Regions from separate parts of the Hordeum vulgare genome. Here region 2 is linked to region 1. A link is a contact called in public Hi-C data. All regions are on one chromosome and are shown on one strand. The core of a region is the stretch at or near the end of the contact, and the rest is flanking DNA. Distances in the headings are between cores, read along the strand shown.

Region 1 (5,836 bases), core at 397-2,896:
ATTATGCAATAAGATAATTAATGTGTTATAATTTCATATCACTACATTCAAGCTCGACACTAACCGAGTCGTGCTCGAGCTCAGCAAGATAAGGGTTTCAGCCCAAGTGTAGTATCAAGCTCGGATCAACTGGGCTTAAACAACAATAATCCAGATGATACATACTTCAGAAAATAATAATGCCTCGACTTGTGAGGTATCCATTTGGCGGGAAATAAAGGTGCTCACCTGTGCACCCCCATAGCCACCATCATAAGCAGAATGCCGACCAGATGTACCACCATCCTTCTGAGCCAAATTAGGATTGTACAAAGTACCTACACATAAAAACCAACTCATGATAACCAAAAGCATAACTGCAACTGCAAAGGTAAAAAAAAACTCATAGCAATAAAAGCCATAACTGCGGCTGCAAAGGTAGGTTTGTACGTACATATATCTACAGAGGAATAAAATGAATGACAGATAATGACGTACCACTTCTGTCAATATTAGTTGAGTTTGTCAACTCAGCACGAAGCTTCTCTAACTCTGTAACCATGGAGTCATAATTTGTCTTGGTTACCTGCAGCGACTCCGAGTGGTCCATCTTCAGTTTCCTTTCATACTCATATGCAGCCCTAAAATTTAAATAGCACAAGCGAAGTTGAGGTTTCATTCACATAAAATTGATTAGAAGACATGCTGGAGAACAAGTAGAGCACACTTTGACACACCTTAGGTGCTGATATTCCTGTCTAGCAGCATCAAGATCAGCCATGAGTGCTGGCAGCTGTTGTGCCTCCCCAAAGTTCCTCTGCAGGTCTTTGTTCAGCTTCTGCACCTCCGCCGACAAATGCTGCCTTGCTGCCGCCAGGTTCTGCGCCTCGGTGTGCGCCTGCTGCAGGTCCGCCTTGACAGACTCGTACGACTTCAGATCGGCCTCCATCTTGGCAGCCTTGTCAAGGAGCCCCCTCATCTCCTGCTCCTCGGCGGCCTTCGCCGCCTCACCCTGCGCCTGCAGCCTCTGCAGCTCCTGCTGCGCGGCAGCCAGCTCTTTCCTCAGAGACACGTGGCTCGTGGCGAGCCGTTCGTTCTCCACCGCCAGCTTCTGTATCTCTCCACACTGCACCGCCAGCTTCTGCTCCAGGATCTCAGGCGGCGGCAACATATCGTAGGGGTATGGCCCCGGCCCTGGCGGTGGGTGCATGCCCGGGCCGTACGGATCACGGTGCATCATGCCATGCGGCGGGCCAGAGCCGGAACCTGGGAGCGGCCGGTGGTGGTAAGAAGGAGGCATCCGACCCTTGCTCCCCATGGCGAATCAACGACACAACGACCGCGGCTCCGCGGATTAGCGATTAGCACGTACGCGCGAGCTCTCGATTCAGCTGACGATAGTAAACCCTAGAATGACCGGCACACGGAACGGATCGATTAGGCACGAATGTAGCGTGGTATTCGGGCGCCAGGGCGGGCGCGGGGAAGAGGGAGAGGGAGAGCACCTCGCGGTGGTCGGCGGCGGAGGAGCGTCGAGAGGAGGCCGGTCTGGTTGTCCTTCACCTCCTTGTTTCCTAGGGATTGGATGGATTGGCTCGTCGTCTTCGTCAGGGGCGGTCGGTGACGGTGTGGAGGGCTTTGAGGTTGGAGCAAGGAGGTAATTTTGCACGGTGGCCCCTGACCCTAGTGTTTCGCACTCTCTGCGTTTCCTTTCGAGAAATAGGAACGTGTCATATGGCCACATTCTATTTTATTTTAGGGAACATGACCATATTTCTTCTATGGGGAATATCAGAAAATCAACATTCGATGAAAACCAATGAAAAACACATAAAAAGAGTTTTAAAAGTGAAAAAAATATAAAAATAAAGTGTTAAGGGGATGATGTTTTATTGCCATGCAATTTCCAAGTTCAAACACATTACGGGATATGAATTATGAAAAAACAAAATCAGCATTGAATAGCAGGGCAGAATTTGTTTTTCATAGCTTGCATCTCATATTGTATTTCAACTTGAAATTTGTGTCTGGTAATAAAACATCACCTTCTTAACATCCCGTGTTGTTATCAGGGTTTTTTTTGAAAAATTTTGAATATGGTTTCCGTGAAGTTTTCTTTGAATGTTGGTTGTAGGGTAGTGAAAATCCAGGGCAATAAACCCTTAGGGTGAAATTTTCTTTTGCCTATAGGATCCCTCCCACCTTGGGGGAAGTGTTCCCACTGCCCGGGTGCCCATATGGCAACAAGGGGAGGGGACGAAATCCCTCAAGAACAGTTTCCTGGATCTACACATGGCCTCGTCCACCATGGATAAGCAAAAACGCTAGGTACAAGAGAATGAGGAGGGGATAATCTTGGTTCAAAGTGGAGGACAACAACCTGGCGACGACTTCACGGGAGGGGAGAGGAGATCCGGGGAAGGAGGAGGGTGACGACCCTGATCCATTGACGTCGCGGGAGGGGCGAGCATACCCCCGTTGCCAGAGGGGCAGAGAGTGGAGGCGGATCACTGGGGAGGGGGCGAAGCGTCGCTCCGGTCACTGGCGGAGAAACTCGGGGAGGAGCGCTTGATATTGGCCGCCGTTGGCTCACGTTTGCTACTTTCGTCCTGCATCAGTCGTAGTCTTTTCTCCTGACCCCTCAAGGCACGGATGTATCCCTCATGGAAAATATGTGGATGTGTCAGAATATCCCTAATGGGTGAAGTCACCAAATGGTGAGGTAGTTTTCCGTAGGCCAATTTGGCCCCGTGATCTCTATGCCCCGGTGGGGGATGAGGTCACGGACTACCAAACAAGGCCTCAAGGCCTAGGCCATTTCTCACTAATTTCTTTGTCACACAGTTTGGTGTTCTCCCAGAAACTCTTCTCTCTCCCATGTGTCATCGTCATGTCTACCTCTAGAAGCCCATCTACAGGGGAACATTCGAGTAAGAAGTTGTCGGCTCCATTACCATCGTTGACATCGTCAGCACAAGATATTTTCCCCTTTGTCACCACCCCTGAAAATGTAAGCAAGTCACATTCTAGAAAAATAATGAAATAAGCCTTGCACCATTGACTTGTATTAATTTCCTCCAAGTATTCATATGCCTTCTGGTTGAGTGTTTTCCCTCGAGGTTGTGAGGATATAACAATTTGCCACACCTTGTTTTTCATGATTTCACTCTTACAATTCTTTGCAGACTTTTAGTGAAGATGTCTTCCACAAACATGTGGTGTGCATCAAGAAATGACGCATGTACAACATTGATCAACCCTTACATTCATAATAGTTAACATGTCAAGCAACGCCGCTGGAATATTTTACCATTAATGTTGCCTCTTCTGACACAAGTTACTTTTAGTTCTCATTTCCTTGTGTACCATTGGGATGTCGTTGGTATATACATTGTTATTTCCTACATGACATTAGTCCAATCTTGCTTTCTGTGCTTTATCGTTCAATCTGGGGTTAGCCCTAATTACCGTGGTCATGCCAAACTTATGGTTAAACGCGCCAGGCAATATAGGTGAACCAGTGATGCAGTATCATCCAAAACATTGTCGAAAGACATATCCATGTGGTCCACAAATAGTTAGAAATATTAGAAGTTGGCATAACATGGGGCGTACATGTGTTAGTATCATGGTCCATAATGCATAGTCATGTATCTAGATTCATTATTGAGAGTATCTAGCATATATTTTGGTCCTTTATACCCTAGTTGTTGCATAAAAATCTTTGATCCAAAGAGGATATCAGGTGTGTACTTTACAACATCAGGATAAGCAAAAAATCCATCAACAACTTTGATTAGCCAAATCCACACAAAAAATGCATATTTAGTTCATGTAGTGAATAGCTCCTCATGTGATCGTATTAATACGTAGCAACACAATAGTTACTATCATAAATTGGCACACAATCATAAATCTAGCTACAATTCGTCTAAACAAAGCACAAATATCACAATCTAAAGCAATGACAGAGCAAGCCATGGCGTGTATTAGGGTTAGGGTTTCCTTATCGTAAATGAAGGAGGTTTGCCAGCTTGCAGCAGTTTTGAAGACATCCTCCCGGCGGCCACCAACGGACCCTTGCCTAGTGATGACCATCCGTATCATCGAAGCAACAACCCGTTCAATGTCGGTCGCCTATGATATTGCCAGAGTGGATGGGGGTGGGGAAAACTCGATGGACTATTATTACGAAGGAATATGATCAAGGGGCACTTTGCAAAGATGCATGCTTTGTCGTCATGCCTGGTGGCCCCTCTTTTGATGTGGTTGTAGTCAAAGAACCACACAAGTCGGTCGGTGGTCAGTAGGCCCTCCAATGAACCGCTGACAAAGAATCGGGACTCAGATGGACATTTTTCTTATAACTTGGCCCTGATTGACATTTCGGGGAAAGAATTAGGACCCCTCATATATTTAACTCTTTACCAAAAAGCTATGTCTCACGCAAAAGTTCATCTCTATGATATCTAATTGTGCTTTTCACATCATGTCCGACTCGTCTTGGTGTTGATCATGTAGTTAGAAGTATCACCGCCATTTTTTTGCATGGTCTAATGATACTCAAAAATAAAAAGAATGGGTAGGACACATAGTAAACCCTAACTTATGATCATGTAACCACATGTTGGCAAGTGATCCAACAAAATTGTTGGCTAAGAATGTGCAACTTGACTAGATTCCCTCGAGGCAATGTTCAAACTTGACATAAGTAAACACGTGACATAGAAAGGTGCATTATTCATATCTTTCAAGTGTGACACCAATGGAGTTCCTCCAATTATGCATATTCTATCTACTACCCACATGCAACGAGAGTTGATCATGAGTCTAGTGCATCCCTTGTCTTGCCAAGAGTATATCGCCCCATACAGCTCTTGCTTCTTCCATGATGGTCGAATCAACATAGTGTATAACACATTTGCTAGGTGCTATGAAATTCCCAGGATGATCAAAAGCGTTGCATTAGAACTCCACTATTATCGTCGTCATTGAAAGCTAGATCCACATCTAGTTTTACATAGTTCTATGGAGACTTCTCCTAGCCACCCCTCTAAAACCATTTTATCGTTCATGTAGCAATGGTGTAATGAGACACAAGGCAAAATGACTTTATGGTGAGCGAACCGGTGCTTTAGTTGGTTCATCTCAAACAACCTATTGTCTTTTTCACCATACATACCATGAAGCTAATGACAAAAGCTCTTTGCGACGAGTATTTGGAGGAGGCCTAGCTCAAGTTAGTTTCTCATGCAACATAACTTCCAACACACGGGCTTTTCCTCGGTCCAACAAGTAGATTTCTACAACCTCCACTCTCACACCTAAGTGCTCCCAAAATTCCACAACTTGGGGGCAAGGCATGGTCGATGCTCTTGCATTCAATAGCACAATGGAAACTGGCCATGGTATCATAAAGCCTATTTGCCAATACATATCACATGTAATAACCCCCTTCATCACTCTTGAGACAAAGTTATTTATGTTGGATGACACTAGGAGAGACTTTTTTTGCAAATAGTTTCGTTGATGAGGGTCTAAAATATGAAGTTATCACCAACTTCCTCCAATGCTGAAATTCCCATTCATAATAATAAGTAGACTTAGCAGTAATGGTTCATGTGTTTGTATGCATCTGGGATATGAAGTCCTCCATCATACCCACCACAATTAGTGTGTTAAGGATGCGTTGTGCATCAACACACCATAAGATAACTCATGCATAGTCTTCATCCGATGATATAGTTTTCTCATTAAAAGCTCTAACACCTCAAGCAATTGATATGTCTCCAACGTATCGATAATTTATGAAGTATTCATGCCATATTTACCTATGTTTACAAAAAATTTATATGGT
Region 2 (6,242 bases), core at 391-2,890, 97 kb before region 1:
GTTCATTAGTTTTTACAAAAGTTCATCAGTTTTGAAAAAAGGTTCATCAATTTGAAAAGGTTCATTGATTTGAATAAAGGTTTGTTGATCTTGAAAATAAATCATTGATGTGAAATAAAGTGCATGAATTTTTAAGAAAGTTCAACAATTTGACAAAAATCACACATTTAGTAGAAAAGTAGAAAAAAACGCGAACAAAACAGTTTCCAAGAAAAAAGAAAAAAAGAAAGAAGAAAGAAGAGTTGGCTGCGTGGTTAGGGCATCATGCATATACTCCCGCCATCTCATAATATAAGAAACTTTTTGACACTACATGTAGTAGAAACGATATCGCTAGTTTCAGTGCCACCCACGCTAGCAGTTTTCTGAAAAACAAATAGAGAAAAAAAGAAAAAAGGGTCGGCCCAGTGCAGCGTGAGGGTATGTGCCTCATTGCGTAAGGACCTAAAATGGGCGCTTAAAGGGCAAAGCTTATTTAGCGCCACATGCGCCGGCCACACACAAATTTTGTTAACCGGTGCCTACAACGCTACGCAATGGACCGATCCATCTAGAGATCCTGTGTGTGTTTTAGTTCGTGAACTTTTATCCAAATCGATGAACTTTGTTGAAATCGGTGGACTTTTTTGAAAATCAATGAACTTTTTTCTTGGAATGGGTGAACTTTTCTCAAAATCGGTGAACATAATATAAAATTCATGAACTTTTTCGAAATCAATGAGCTGTTTTTAAAAATAATGAACTTTTCGAAAATCAAAGATTCTTTTTGAATTCTGTGAACTTTTCGAAAATTCATGAAAATATTTCAAAAATTGGCGAACTTTTTTTCATAATCAATGAATGTTTTCGCAAATCTAAACTTTTCTGAAATTATATGAACTTTTTTCGAGTTTTTAATGACCATCGCGTTCTACTTGGGCTGGCCCATGAGGAGTAGAGCCGCAGGGGCGGTTCCTCTAACCGGTGCTGAAGGCGCCACATAGGAGGTCTTCGCTTAAGGTGCCATTTTGTTTTGAAACGGAAAAGGGGGAGCTCCTATGTGGCGCATTTAGTGCCACTTGGAAAATCGACGCCTGCGGCGCCCCTCCTCACGGGCCGGTCCGTGTAGACTGTGGTTGGCTATTAAAAATTCGAAAAAGTTCACAGAATTTTAAAAAGTTCAGATTTGTAAAAAAAAGGTTCAATGATTATATAAAAAAGTTCGTCGATTTTTAGAATATGTTCATAGATTTTCAAAAATTTCATAGAATTTGAAAAAACAATCATTGATTTTGCAAAAAAGTTCATCAATTTTTAAAAACAATTTATTGATTTTTAAAAATTTCTCGAATTTTAGAATATGTTCAACGATTTTCAATAAAATTTCACCGACTAAAAAAATATCATCGACTTTCAAAGAAGTTCAAGATTTCTAAAAAGTTCATTGATTTGGAAAGAAGTTCATGAACTAAAACACATACATGATCTCTAGATAGACCGGCCCATCATGAAAGCGCTGCAAGCGTCGATTAGCAAAAATTGTCTATAACACGCTCCTATGGCGCTAAATAGGATATTCCCGGAAATGGCGCTGTTTAGGAATTGCCCGCCTAGACTTCCTCCAGCACGCCGCGTGCTGAATAGGAGCCCTCCTATTTAACGCTCGTGAACGTCTAAAGGGCGTGGCTTCGCTGAAGCACACCCACCCGACGGCCCACTGTCGCTTCACTGTTTTTTTCTTTTTCTGTTTTCTTTTCTTTTCTTTTACTTTTTTTTGCGGAAGTCATAGGTTTTTATTTCAATATAACAGAATTACAATCCTTAGCAACGAGATCGCTCGCGAAAGGAGGAGAATTGCCCAGCCAACAAGCCGTACTATCCCCACATCGATCATAATTTGCTAAACAGTCTGCAACTCTATTTTGATCGCGAGAAACTTTTACAGAAATAAAAACCCTATCACTTAGAAGGAACTTAATCTCTTTGATCATATGACCATAGGCTGAGTTATCCAACGAGGTGTCTGTTAGCGCGTTGATAGCCACCGCATAATCCGAATGAATCATAATAGTAGCGTCTGAATGCTCAGTGTTAAGCTTAATACCCTCCAGAACAACATGTAACTCCGCTTCAAGCGCAACATTGCAATGGAACAGCTTCCGATAAGTAGCAAATATCACCTCACCCATCTTTGTCCTCACAACCATCCCTGAGCCAGCTGATCCATCTATTAGGCAATAAGAGCCATCCACTTACAGCGCCACCATTCCATCCAGAGGAGGGGGCCAAGGTAAACATGATGCCGGTTTAACGGGGACACAGATTGGATCCTGGACCACCGTAATCTCCTCCACACTGCTTGAAATCTCGGAGTAGGTGTTGTAGTAATTCTTTTCTTTTACTTGTTTCTTCTATTTCATTCTTCGTGTATTATACATAGCTCATTGTGCCTTTCCAAAGTTTTCATCCTACATTACAAAAATATTAATGGTATAATAAAAAAGTTTATCGTGTGTGTAAAATATTCATTGCATATCATAAATTTTTCAAGGAATATACAAAGATTTACCGTGCTTTTTAAATTTGTTTAGTGTATATGAAACAAATATTTAATGTTTATTAGAAAATCATTAATGTGTATTCAAAAATTGTTCAACTTACATATTCATATGTTTTTCAAGATGTCCATCGTATATTAGAAAAAGTTCATTGTGTATTATTAAAATGTTCAACATATATTTCAAAAAATGTTCAACGGATATTACAAAATTTTCAATTTGTATTTTGTTGAAATGTTCAAACTAAAAACAGACCAGAAAAATCTATCCGATATAGTAAACTCGATAACACATCATGGGACGGGACGGTAAAATCCGATGCTACATTAAAATGGACTAAAAACGAAAAAAGTAAAAAAGAAATTGCTTGCACATAGAGTGGTCCGGTCTAGCAGGGCGCGCCGAGTGTGAACCTCCATCCTATTGTGGTAGCGAGGAAAAGTGGAGGTTTGACTATGTTTTTTGCATGATGGTTTGAATTTGAGGATTAAAAACTATTATAGATACCATATTGATGCAAATGTAAAGGAAGGAGAGAGGAATGGAGGCTCACGTGCTACTACGATGAAGCAAATAGAAATTGAGACAAAACACTTGGGATACAATGGCGCGTCTTTGAGGGGAATCAACTCTACCTTGAATGAGATTTCAGTGAGTTGTGATGGAGGGAGGAACAAATGGAACCCAACAAAAGAGATGTGGTGTAGATAATGGGTTTTTGGGAGGCAGTGGATCTATGTGGTCTTGATGATATTGGTTATATAGGTGTGGATTGGTCATATGAGGAAAAAATAGTGGTCGACAGTATTGTCGGGTGTAGCTGAATAGGGCTCTCGCGACTGCTAGTTGGAGTGCTCTTTTCCCTTTCGAAACGTTTCGACATTTATTTGCGGCCAAATCTGACCACTGTTCGATTGTGTTGATGAATGAATGTGAATAAGCAAACAGAAGAATAGGGGTGGAGAAACTGTGCCATTACAAGGCGATGTGGGATCACATAAGGATTGTTTTTTCCCAATGGTGAGACATGACTAGAAGGGTATCAATGACATGGAGTGCAGTTCGCTAGAGGTCGCGAATGTTAAACCGTAACGCCTGGCGAGAGATCTAGCAACTTCGGAAAGCAAGAACTTGAGACAAGCAAGGAAATAGCTTCGGTCCTTACAAAAATTGGCCGAACTAAAATCTAAGCCACTGAGAATGGGTCCTTCATATATGGCCAAAAAGATTGAAGAGACTGATATGTTTGTGAGTATACATATGCTCTATAAGTCCCTGAGGAGTTTGATTTTTTCGAGGAACACCGACCCCTAAAAATGTATGTCTCCGGCTGAAGACTTTGGTATTTCCTCTGAAGACTTTGAAAGTGAGGAAATTGGTGTTGTCGTGAAGAAGTCAATATGAAGACTCTCAAGCGTGAAGACTTTCATTTTCATAATTTCATTTTCTGTATTCTGTGTCATAGGACCACCGTACTCTTAAAGGGGGTCGAGGTAAAACGAAGGAAACGTTTTCATGTCATGCTCATCTCAAAGCCTACACATACAAACCCTTCGGATGAAGCCTTTGGAAATCTTCAACAGCTTAGTTAAATTCTTTAGTAATAGAGACGAAGATCTTCTAGTCTGTGAGGAATTTGCTCTAACTAAGGAGTTAGGTCTTCGCCAGTGTGAATCACCTACGTGTGAGGAACATGAGTGACATGAGTACTTTCATAGCTGAAACATTCTGACTCAGGTTGTGCTGCGCGCCAGCTGTCCCTAACCTTATCCATCTAACGGTCATATCATTGGGGCAATTATGTCAATTCATGTCGGGATTTCTCCCTGGCTATAAATAGTTGCCCCCATAACCACTAGTTGGTTGGCTGCTCCACAAGAGAAACTGACACTTGTCATTTGACAGCAACCCAATCCTCGAGGACTCTGAGAGAAAATCATCAGCTAGGAAAAAACCCAAACACCTAAACCAAAACCCCCAAACCCCAAAGTGATTGAGCATCACTCAAAAGATTGTTCACGTGTGGAACCGACACTTGTTACCTTTGAGGACTGTGCATCCTCCACATAGTTAGGCGTCATGGTCTAGAGCATCCAGCAGTGAATTGTGGATCGCTGAGTGACCAAGTTTGTGAGGGTTTGGAAGTCTGTGTGAAGACTTACCACGAGTGTTGGGCGAGGATTGTGTGTCCTTAGCTCAAGGAGAATACGGTAAGGACTTTGTGTCCTCGGACTGTGTCTCCTTTGGTTTAAATACCAAGCCGCTCCAAACCAGGTGTATGGCTGTCTCAACAGTTGGAACTCGGTCGTCAAATCATTGTCTTATCCGAGCACCTGGTTCTATTTCCTCAACCCTTTCATTTCTTCAATTGTATGTTGACGACTTTGATCTTTAATTTTTGACGAATTTGACTAAAAACTTTCTTAAATTCCTCAACCCAAATTCTTCACTGAAGTTATTCTACACCAGCATATCCTAAACACGCTATCTATGCAATCCAAACATTTCATTTCACTCCAATGACTATGCTATCACTGTTTTGCACACCTGTTTGAGTACTTATTCTGCTGCACGCAAGTTCGTGACTCATGACTTTCCTCACAAGGAATTTCCTGAGTGACGAAATCATAAGAATCGCCTATTCACCCCCCTCTAGTCGTCCTAATGCACTTTCAATTGGTATGAGAGCAAGGTACTCCCTTGTTCTGTGTGATTTTGGTTTAACCACCTGGAGTTTTAGTTATGTCGATCGTAGGTATGATCAAGGTCACGACGCGTTGTCCTACCTTTGAAGGAAAGGATTTCCCCTAGTGGAAGAACAAGATGCGCATGCACCTTGAACCAATTGACAACGATCCCTCGTATATTATGGAAAGAGGTGTTCCCACCGTGTCTGAAACTGTCAATGCTGCTAATGTGAAGAGATTCAAGAACTCGACTCTCAAGCAAAGAATGTCATTTGTGGCCATCTGAGAAAAGGTTAGTATGGCAGAGTGAGTGCTTTGGGTATTGCAAAGCAAATCTTGGAAATGCTATCTAAGGTCGATAAAGGAGTTTCCTCTCAACATGACTCTTGAGTTGATATTCTTCGCAATCTCTTCAACCGCTTCAAGAAACTTGACAAAACGAGCTGCCAAAAAACCTTCAATCGCCTCACTGACATCTCCAATGAACTACAGGCTCTTGGAGCTAGAGACATCATTGATCATGAAGTTGGGAAGAAATTGCTGAGATCTCTTGATTCTTCATTCGATACACTAGTTCTGATTATTCAAAAATGAAGAGACTACAAGGCACTAGATCCTGCTGATATTCTTGAGAGACTCAATACTCATGAATTCCAACAAGCTGAGAAACGAGACATTTATGGATCAAGCTATGGAAGACCTCGTGTGCTGAAGGCAAAGGCTGTTTCCTCATCTGAAGAAGAGGGCTATGATTGTAGCCTTGGTGATGCCGAAGAACTTGGTCAGGAACTTACAATGCTCGTGAGGAAATTCCAGAAGTTCTCAAGACGAGGGCAATTCGAAAATTCTTCAAGAAGAGATGTGAGGAAATCAGAATCTTCACCTAAGGACTACAAGAAGAGGATCTGCCGTAAATGCAAGAAATCTAGTCACTACATTACTGATTGTCCTCGCTGGGTGAAGGAATCAAAGAAGAAGAATTATAAGGATGACAGTTCTGATGACTCGAAGAAAAATA

The links. A called contact is a pair of places that touch in the nucleus more often than the background predicts.
Region 2: a contact with region 1 is called in a Hi-C map of leaf, with 2.8 times the contacts expected there. The contact joins the enhancer-like site here to the promoter of LOC123401047 in region 1. A contact is called at or near these places in 3 of 6 Hi-C or Micro-C datasets (leaf and seedling).

Annotation. Positions count from the first base shown.
Region 1 is chr6H:160,368,849-160,374,684 of MorexV3_pseudomolecules_assembly, reverse strand. LOC123401047 (protein FLX-like 2) reads right to left here and starts at 1,646. Exons shown (of 6, transcript XM_045094763.1): 1 at 1,485-1,646; 2 at 717-1,386; 3 at 478-620; 4 at 229-317. The coding sequence starts at 1,297.
Region 2 is chr6H:160,464,964-160,471,205 of MorexV3_pseudomolecules_assembly, reverse strand. No RefSeq gene overlaps it. Among protein-coding and RNA genes, the nearest start is that of LOC123405254, 22 kb to the left of the region's middle. Within about 2 kb of position 1,640, at least 3 of the 3 cell types and tissues checked have open chromatin away from gene starts, as enhancers often do. A contact at or near this core is called in leaf and seedling, where this site is marked.